2 separate regions of the Mus musculus genome follow, and region 2 is linked to region 1. A link is a contact called in public promoter capture Hi-C data. All regions are on one chromosome and are shown on one strand. Each heading gives the region's core, a stretch centred on a gene start, on an enhancer-like site or on the middle of the called end of the contact. The rest is flanking DNA. Distances are from core to core; before and after follow the strand shown.

The links. Capture Hi-C pulls out chosen DNA fragments and counts their contacts.
Region 2: a promoter capture Hi-C map of liver shows a contact between it and region 1. The contact joins the promoter of Fam228a here to the promoter of Itsn2 in region 1. A contact is called at or near these places in 16 of 39 promoter capture datasets (the HPC-7 cell line, HPC-7-derived erythroid cells, Sertoli cells and 12 more), 8 of 484 Hi-C or Micro-C datasets (the G1E-ER4 cell line, embryonic stem cells and fetal liver), 4 of 115 datasets of contacts at active chromatin or transcription factors (the 230-238 cell line, the HPC-7 cell line, embryonic stem cells and 1 more) and 4 of 9 other capture datasets (adipose tissue, embryonic stem cells, liver and 1 more).

What each region holds. Positions count from the first base shown.
Region 1 is chr12:4,590,472-4,595,487 of GRCm38.p6, forward strand. It overlaps Itsn2 (intersectin 2), which reads left to right and starts at 2,537. Exons shown (of 40, transcript NM_001198968.2): 1 at 2,537-2,761. Gm3625 (predicted gene 3625) reads right to left here and starts at 3,260. Exons shown (of 1, transcript NR_169069.1): 1 at 1-3,260.
Region 2 is chr12:4,737,003-4,741,824 of GRCm38.p6, forward strand. Fam228a (family with sequence similarity 228, member A) reads right to left here and starts at 1,437. Exons shown (of 8, transcript NM_029107.3): 1 at 1,207-1,437; 2 at 677-783. The coding sequence starts at 769. It also overlaps a transcript of Fam228b not described here.

The sequences.
Region 1 (5,016 bases), core at 1,287-3,786:
AAAACAGGATCTATAAGGCTGGAAGGAGCATGAAAGGAAAAGAGCTTGTGGTTAGGGGTCCCCATGGTAAAACCTTGGTTTATAGTAATGGCCTAAGAGCCTATCCTAGATTTGGCAGAAAGGGAGAAATATGATATGCATAGTTTACTTCCCTGCTCCCTAAGCTTTTCACGCTACACCAACTACTAATCTTTTAGGGAATTGACAGAACGTCTCTGAATTAGGTAGGGCTTGTTATTCATCTACAGTCCATGCTAGAGGTAAACAAATGACAGTCAGATCTGGGAAATTCTGAGGGAATTCACAGGTAGAGTTTCAAGACCAGCCCATGAATGGAGGAATGAACTGGGAGGGTTGCTACATCACCTACCTGAATCATAAATTCCTAAAGACTGAGGATGACGAGAATTCTGGGTGGAGAGAAATGACTGACTATTTCAGGTGCTGAAGTTTTTGCTGGACACTGAGTGCTCTGGTATTTGGCTAAAGAAGACACAAGGAGAGAAGAAGGGTTTTGCAAGCCTAAAAACAAAAATCAAAAACGACAAAAAGGACTGTTTTTGCATAAGTAGGGAAAGAAAGATCTAAAGGCAGCAAGAACATTTCTTGGGTTGCTTCTGTGTTTGCCAGCCTCCAAAATTCCATTTAGCTTGCTGAACAGAAAGAACTACTGTTAGCAAGGCCTGCCCAGCAATCTGAGAATCCTTCATTTCTTTTCTTCCCTCATTACTTATATCCACTAAGTAAGTCCAGATTTATTCCAGAATCGCATATGTATGTATAAGAGAAGCTAGGCTAGAGGAGGCCCTCATACTCTACATTGTGACAGGATAGATTGATCTCAAGTTCTGAATAGAAACTGGAATTATCAGCACTTGGGAGACAAAGGCAGGCAGATCACTGTGACTCTGAGGCCAGCCTGGTCTACAAAGAGAGTTCTAAGACAGCCAAGGCTATACAGAGAGACCATCCCCCCCCCCCAAAAAAAAACCCTAAAACCAAACAAAAAAAATCCCAAGTTGTTGACTTAGTGTTTGGGATACTGCAGGCAGACATACAGAACTCCAATTTCTGATAGCTCTGCAGTTTCTTCAAGGGAGGCCTTTAAATGCACCTGCGTCCCACCGCCCTCCTCTCAAGGATCCAGCAACCTCAACAGAAAGAAGGCAAGGTGAATGTTACCAAGTCCCGAACACCAAAATGCAAGCCAAGGGCTAATTGAAGAGTTAAGAAAACACCGTGAGAGCAAGAAAACCCTGTTTATCACCATCAATGTTTGCTAAATTCCTCCTAAGAGTTGGTTGTCCAGTTCAGTTGGCCCTGAGCATCTCCGCAATCTCTTTCAAGTCAGACTTTCTATCTGCATCAGCCCCAACAGGGGTCAGTGAAGCCTGGGGTCATCTGATCTACACATATCTCTCACATTTCAATTGAAATCATAGGGATACTAATGTTTGAAAACATCCATTTATTTATGGGATTTTTAAAAAACAATTTTTATATAGCCTAGACTGACCTCAAATTCACAATCCTTCTCAGCAGTCAGACTGATGCGACTCGTTCTCTGTGTGCAGGGGTTACAGGCACGCACCAGTTTACGTTATGAGTTTTGCATCTCAGTACACTTCCTTCCATGGAAACCTTACACTCCCATTTTGCCCATTAGGGACCATCATTTCCTCATCCTCAACCTTAAGAAAGCTTTTTTTTTGTCCAGGGGGTGCTGTTGCCTCTGTCAAACAGCAGATAAAGAATGGTGATTTGAGTGAGGAAACCACAGAATAGAAATAAGTTCTAAGTATGAGTTTCTCCTATTAGATGGGTAAGGATGTTTAGCTTCTGCAAGCAGAAAAGTCCGGGACGGTCTTCCTGTCTGTCATGAGCTTGCTCTTGTGTGTGAACAGAGGGATGCTTTTTCTCAGTCTCTGTCTCTGTCTCTGTCTCTGTGTCTCTGTCTCTCTCTCTTTCTCTCTCTCTCTCTCTCTCTCTGTGTGTGTGTGTGTGTGTGTGATGGTGAATGGACAGCTAACTCTTGGGTGTGGTAAAATCCTTTAAGGAGAGTCCTTGAGAAGGATCTGCAGCAAAGGTGGAGGCAACTCCTTTGCACCTCTAACTTCCCCATTCTCAGGAAAGGCTTGCTCACATGTTAACGAAGAGACCTTCAGTGAATAAGAAGGTTCCAGCTTGAGAGACAGCAAGCTCCATGTGTGGTCCAACGGGGATGTCCTGGACATCTCTTGGCCCTTTCCAAAACCTTAGGGTCCTGTGGCAGGAAATGTCCCACCCAGTCCCCGGCAAGTCACCTCGAAGAGGAGGAGCCAGGTGGGGGGTCTTGGCAGCTCCTGGAAGGGCTGTCAGCCGCGGAGCTTCGGGACCTGGCGGGAGGAGAAGCATTTCGGCCCACGCCTTCCACGGTTCCGGGGGCGAGGAGGAGCGCCACGCAGTGTCACGCTCCCCACGGTGAGGAGTAGGTGTCCCGCGGCTAGGCGGGCGGGCCGTCACTGCCCGCCCGTCGCTCGCCTCCCCGCCCCCCGGCTTCCTGCGGAGGCCGCGGCCGCCATGTTGTTGTGGGGCTGAGGCGGCGCCGGCTGAGAGCCCAGCAGCCGTGACAGGCTGCGCAACAGGTTCGCTGCGGCCGGCCTGACGACTGACCCGGCGGCGGCGGCCGCGGCACGGCAGGGTCTTCCCGGAGCTTGGCCGCGCCCACGCGCCGGTGTCGAGGAGCGCGCGGGGTCGCGCCGGGACGTGCGCGAGGCGCCAGGTGGGTGAAGCCGCCCGTCGGCGCGGCCGAGGGGCGCGGGGCAGGTGCGGCCGCCGCCGCCCCCGGGGTTCCACGGGCCGGGCAGAGGGGGCTGCGCGCCGCGCACCGCCGGGTTCAGTCCTCGGAAGCGCGTGCGGCCCCCGCCCTAGGCCCCGGCCGAGGACGGCCGTGCCGGGCGGAAACCTCCGGCCCCGGGGTTCCTGCCTCCGCCGCGGGGCGGGCGGGCCGCTCCTCTCAGAGGCCGGGAAGCCCGGGCCCCTTGCCGCGGCCTCGCTTGGCAGGTGACGGCCTCCGCCTATCGCTGGTGGCGACCGGGTTCCGGGCTTTCCTTAGGGGCATCTGGGCTGGGTGCGCGTTGCCTTGGGGACCTATTTTATTTTGGCTTAGTTGACTTTTCTTTTCTTTCTTTCTTCCTTTCTTTTCTTTTTCCTCCTTGGTCAGGGTTGCTGCAGAGTGTCAGGTGAGCCGCATCCCGGTGCGTCAAAGTAGCCGGAGTCACGAGAGGACAGTGGGCGGATGCTTGGCGTCCACTGCTCGCGTTATAACAGCTAAAGTTGAGAACTGTTAAGCGCTGACTTCTGCATTATGCATTTCTAGGGTATATATAGGAAGCACAGCGAGGAGTCTCTGTAGCCAAAGTTCACTGCTTATTTAAGGGAGAAGAGGCACCTACAAGTGCATAGTGAGTAGGTAAACCGAGGCTGCAAGTTTCATTCTGCTGAAAGACACTGTTTGCAGGTATTGGTCATGCTCTGTGTTATTCAGTGATTGTCCGTGGCAAATACACTCATTTGAAACTTGCATTCATAACGAACAGGAACATTTTGGATAGACCCAGCTACTTTACAATAGGAATTCAAGTTGACACAGAAATTACTGCCGTACTCCGTGCTTCTTGTCTGTTTCACGGCGTTTCCTACTTCCTCAGGGGACGCAAGGTGTCACTTGGAATTTTGTGTTGTTAGCTTAGTTTAGGTAGTACAGACTGGAGGCCAAACTAGGTGCTTAAGCCTTTGAGAAATTGCTAACTTCCCTTTCACGGTTTGCTGTATTGTCATCCAGTGCTAAAACCTAAAAGCAATCTAGAAACATGGCCTACAACATTTATACAAGTTGATGGGAGGCCTGCAAAATTCAGTTATGTGCTTGCCATTACGTTGGCGGTTATTCTTATGACTGGTGTGCTGCTGCTGTTCCAAGTAATGCTGGTAACCATTTAACGAAGTTAAAAAAATGTTCAACATATCCAAAGGCTCAAATCCCGATATTTCCTGAGTGTGAGGAGATATGTACATTCAGGGGATTGGATTTGTACTTTAAAAATGCATTTTTACAAAAACAGAGTAACACACACCTTTTGCCCAAACTTAGAGAATTTTTCAAGAATTTATTTTGGTCATTTTATCCTATACAAAGTGGACATTTTTTTATATAATCTTAGAAATTTTAGAGGTGTGTGTGTGTGTGTGTGTGTGTGTGTATTAAGGAGTAAAACGACCATTTTACATATTCTCAGCATGCTGTCTGCTACCAGGGGCATGAAATCTCAAGATATTTAGTTTTGATTCATCTTCAATCTAGAGTTTCACAGAGTTCCATCCTTCTGATAAAAAAATATGTATTGTGCATCACCCACTAAACTTCCTTTAGTATCACAGTGTATCTCCCATGGTGGTCATTTATAGAGCACTTACTAATATTATATTTAAATAAGTATATAAAACACTATGCTCAGTGTTTTATATACTTATTTAAAGCACATGAAGGCCTTGTAAGTAATGTCCTCCCATCAGATAGATAAGTAAAATGTTAACTTTTAACTGACTGCTCTAGGTCTCGGAGCTAGTAAGAACAAGTGTCTTGTTTCAGTTTAGAATTCTTTTAACTTCAGCACCTAAGCTCTTTCTGCAATTGCATAGATCTAAAGCTGAACATACATCTAAAATGTATTTATACTTGGCTCTTTTACAGTGGTTGCACATTGACACACCCTCCGGGGTAGAACGTGCATGTAGGTATTCTTGAGAAAGAGGAACTGAATGGGGCTTAAAGGATATGAGGCACAGAGGAAATGGGGGAGGAAACTGAACAGAAATAACAGTGAATAGACCGAGAAATAATGTATTTTCATAACTCTAAGAGTGCAACGTATTTCATTTGCAGTGTTTTGAGAGGTTCAATTAAAGGGCAGTTTCACAGCCATATGAAGACACTAAATAACGTTGTTATATACTGTCAGCCATATCAAGACACTG
Region 2 (4,822 bases), core at 187-2,686, 150 kb after region 1:
CCTTCCTTACAATGAGGCAAACCATAAAATCCTAAAACTAAAGCTTTATGAACAAATCCTTATCAGACATGGAATGGCAAGCTCTGGGCTGTCACATTTACCTACCTAGGTTACCTACCTGGCAGCCATCCTGTCCTTCAGAATGGCTTTTGGTCAAATGTGTACCCAGGCATTTCCACTCACTGGATCCTTCTACATACCTAATCTAGGTCATAAAATACTAGAAATATACACGTAATTGACGCCAAATTGGTCCTAAACTCAAGGAATTTTGTGTCCCATTGAAAGATGCCTCAAAAAGAAAATCAAGGGCTGGAGAGATGGCTCAGTGACTGCTCTTCCAGAGGTCCTGAGTTCAATTCCCAGCAATCACATGGTGGCTCACAACCATCTGTAATGGGGTCCGATGTCCTCTTCTGTTGTGTCTGAAGACAGCTACAATGTACAACATACAGCTACAGTATATATAAGATATATAAATAGTTCTTTTAAAAACATAAAAAAGAAAGAAAAGAAAATCAAGAGGCCTTGAAGTACTTTCACCCGAGAAACCCCATATCAATCTTGACAGTGTATCCACAATAGGAACTATCACTTGGCTCCAGGTAAAATTAGCTTGCTTCTTATGAAAAAGGCAGGCAGGCAGGAGAAAGAAAAAAATGCTGTGTTATGTTACCTCCATTAAAGAAACAGACTCCGGCTCTGGCCATTCCTTTAGTTTCTCCACACTGAAATGTTCATCACACTTGGAAGTTTTTGTGTCAGCCATAAGTAGTAGAATCCCTGAGCAAGAAAAACTGAGGAGACTTAGTGTGTCAATGTGGAAAAAGCATGGCCTTAGAGACTTCGAACTAGGTTTAGACATCCTCCTTTCTTGTGTCCTAGAGCCCCCTCCCTCGCTGTCCTGGGACAGAAGGAGATAGCATTACTGGTTGCATAGCCCAAGGCTGAGGGTGATGGGTGATGTCTCTCATCAGGGAGAGGTGGCTGCCTCGGGGCTGCAGGCCTCCCGTCAGAAGGATGTTCCTGGGTTGTTGAGTGGGTAAGGGAGACTACCTTAGGCCTCAGATGGAAGCTCCTGCACTGGAGATCCCACAGGCCTCCCCTCAGATGGCTAATCCTGCACTGCTGACTGGTTACTTCAGGCCCACAGGACACAGGCTCCCCTCCCAACAGATGGACGCTCCCGTGCGGGTCACTGATCACCTCAGGCCCACAAGCCACGCTGTTCGCTGGTCACCGCAGGACACAGGCTCCCCTCCCAACAAATGGACGCTCCCGTGCGGGTCACTGGTCACCTCAGACCCACAGGCCTCCCAGGTTGCCTCGGGGCTGGCCTACTCTCCAGTGGCTGGTTGCTGCCCTGGGCACACTGCGCACTACCTCAGCCAGTTCCGGTGGGTGGTACCTCAGCCTCAGTCAGTAAGTGTAGGAAGCAAGGCCACGCGGTCTAGCTGGCCTGCGACACCAACGTCCCTGGAAAGGAGAATGGCGTATCCACAGGAAACTAGAACACTTTCTTTAAACTTAGCCTCTCTCCTTGCCTTTCAGAGGCGTTTCCCCTCAATTTGTAGGAGTGTGGGATGTCAGAGTCCCTGGTTGAAGTTTATTAGTAGTTACTGATATTAAAAATAACTTTAAAATTGTAAATAAAAATGTATTTAATGTAAGTTGTGATAGCAAATCGTAACACCTGACAAATATTAAATATGGAATATATATATATATATATATATATATATATATATATATATATATACACACATACATACATACATACATACATATACAATGTAACAGTATGACATTCTGTGTGGTAGTTGTCCACAACCTTTTTTTTTTCCACTGAGAATAATTTTTTTAATTAGGTATTTTCCTCATTTACATTTCCAGTGCTATCCCAAAAGTCCCCCATACCCACACCCCCACTCCCCTACCCACTCACTCCCCCTTTTTGGCCCTGGCGTTCCCCTGTACTAGGGCATATAAAGTTTGCAAGTCCAATGGGCCTCTCTTTCCAGTGATGGCTGACTAGGCCATCTTTTGATACATATGCAGCTAGAGACAAGAGCTCCGGGGTACTGGTTAGTTCATATTGTTGTTCCACCTATAGGGTTGCAGTTCCCTTTAGTTCCTTGGGTGCTTTCTCTAGCTCCTCCATTGGGGGCCCTGTGATCCATTCAATAGCTGACTGTCCACAACCTTTCATATTTCATCTTAAGCCTATGTACTCAGAGGCTGGCCTGCAACTTGGAATCCTGCATCAGCCTCCAGGGGGTTGGAGGGGTTACAGTCATATACAACCAGGAAGAGGCTCTTTCAAAGGAACTATTTGTGAAGTATTTGGAATTGCTATTCCCATCCAAGGACAGGGAAAGAAAAAGGAGGCTACTGTCTACCATCTGGAAAGACAATCTTTGGAAACATATCTAAGAGCTGCTTCTACATTTTGTTGTGGTTGAGAACTGTGTAGCAATAGGTAAAGCAAGACAGACCATGTTTTCATTATTGAAACTGAATGCAGGTTTCTTAAACAATTATCTCCATTTGTATACATTTTTCTGAAATTTCTCACAATATTTTTTTTAAACATTTATTGAGTTTTTACCTGGAACCATGTGTAGATTGAAGGAAAGATTTTAAGAGACTGGATAACTGTTCAGGGGAATAAGGCAGATAACGTATATGGAATGAGACACTATCTTAAGACTCAATTTCAGTGGTACCTGAGCAGAAAGAATTTAGTCACAAACCAAATGAATTGAGACAGGCATCCAGTAAAGTCACCATTTCTATGGATCCTTTGGTGATGCTTTTTAACTTCAGAGGAAAATAAACTTCTGGGGAAAGGTGCTGTCATTTCTTAATCATCACAGACACTGAACTAACAATTGAGAGTTTATTGAAGATCAGAACAGAATGGTTAAGTGTCTTCCTTTGTCCCTCTCAAAAGGATTCCTCCCAGCAGGTAACTTCCTCTAAAGCATCCATCTTCAGTGCCCTTGCACAGATCAAGAATCAGGATATGTGGCTGTCAAAACCTTTGAAAAGTGACAAAAGAAAAAGAGTTGAGAGTGCCATAGGGATAAAGTGCTTACAGGACCAGAGTGTCCCTTGGCTAAGGAGAGCTAGTCCTTAAAGCCACTCTGGCCAGAGCTAACTCCTCTCACAGAACCTAGCCCTCAGACCTTCTTGACACTCATTCTCAGATTATCCTATGGCTTCAAATAACATGATATCAGGATGACTCAAGTACTGATGCCCAAGCTAGTAACTTCTCTGACCTCTGGACTAATTCACCTTCCAACTTCATTGTTCCTCTGGGACATTAAGTTAAAAGCTAAATGTTGCTAACTATAGCTGAGTATTAATACAATATACTTGTCTTAGAATCTTTTGAGAACTGCTATGCTTTAAATGTGTGAAAGTAAGTTACATGATTTACAAAAAGATCAAGAACATGTGCGTGTGCATGTGTGTGTGGTCTTCCTTTAATCCTAGTACTCCATAGGTAGAAGCAGCCACAACTCTGTGGATCTGAGGTCACACTGGTCTATACAGCAAGTTCCAAGCTAGGAAGAGTAAAATCACAAGACCCTGGCTCAGGAGAGATGGCCAGTTGGCCATAAGAATGAATGGAAATCTGCAACTGACAGAGTTGGAGAGATGGGGGGCATTTCTAGGACCAGAGAGAGACTTGGAATAAGGAAGGCACCCAAGAATCAATGGGGATGACCTTAGCTGTGACTCACTACACTGGGGATGTGGAACCTGAAGAGGACACCTCCTGTAGCCAGATAGGAACCCCAGTAGAGTGATAGGGGTACCAACCCACCCACAAAACTTTTCACCCAAAATGTATCCTGTCTACAAGAAAATCAGGGATGGGGGTCAGGGTGGGGCTGAGTGGAGTACAGTCTCTTCTGCCCTGTCGCCCACTGGAGGATGCTCCATTGCCTGCTCTCTTATAAAGAGCCTGCCACATCAGGAAACGTAGCCTTGGACGTCAGCCAGTGCCGCCCTGTGTCACAACCTAAGCCCAACGTTGCCAGCTCTCACCGCGTCCTGGTTAGCTCTCATCCCTTTCTACCTCCTGGCACAGGGTTACAGAATGGTGACCTTCAGAGGTGACCTCTTTGAAACTTGGGTTCTTTCTCTCCAGGAGACATGGAGCTTCACTGTCCACACAGAAGAGCCCATTGTTTCTGCAGAGAAGGACCAGGAGAAACCCTTTTAACATTTAACTCAGTAGAAGATCAAAGCTTATGTGGTCTGTTGAAATCCACATTTTTATGAAAAGAAAACTAAAAAGAACCTTCTTGCTCCAGCATTAATTTTGTCTGAAACCTCCGTGCTCTGTAATGAGTGACGGTCCTTGTCCTGAATGACCCCTCAGAGTTGTGCATTTGCTGTTCCTGGGCAGGTCTAACAACCTAAAATAAACCTGATGTAGTAAAACTGGTGCTCCAGATCCTGGTCAGAGTGACTGTCGTGCAGCAAAGCTGTGCTTTGTGGCAGACTGCAGCTAAACAAGCCATCCTTCCTTGCCTCCTCAAGTGTTTGTGGGGACCAGCAGAGTCCCTAATAAGAACACGGATGAAGGGCTGGTGAAATGGCTCAGTGTGTAAGAACACCGACTGCTCTTCCAGAGGTCCCGAGTTCAAATCCTAGCAACCACATGTGGCTCACAACCACCCATAATGAGATCTGACGCCCCTTCTGGAGTATCTGAAGGCAGCAACAGTGTACTTGTTTATAATAATAAATAAATCTTTAAAACACACACACACAGATGGAACACACATACATGTATCTTTCCCAG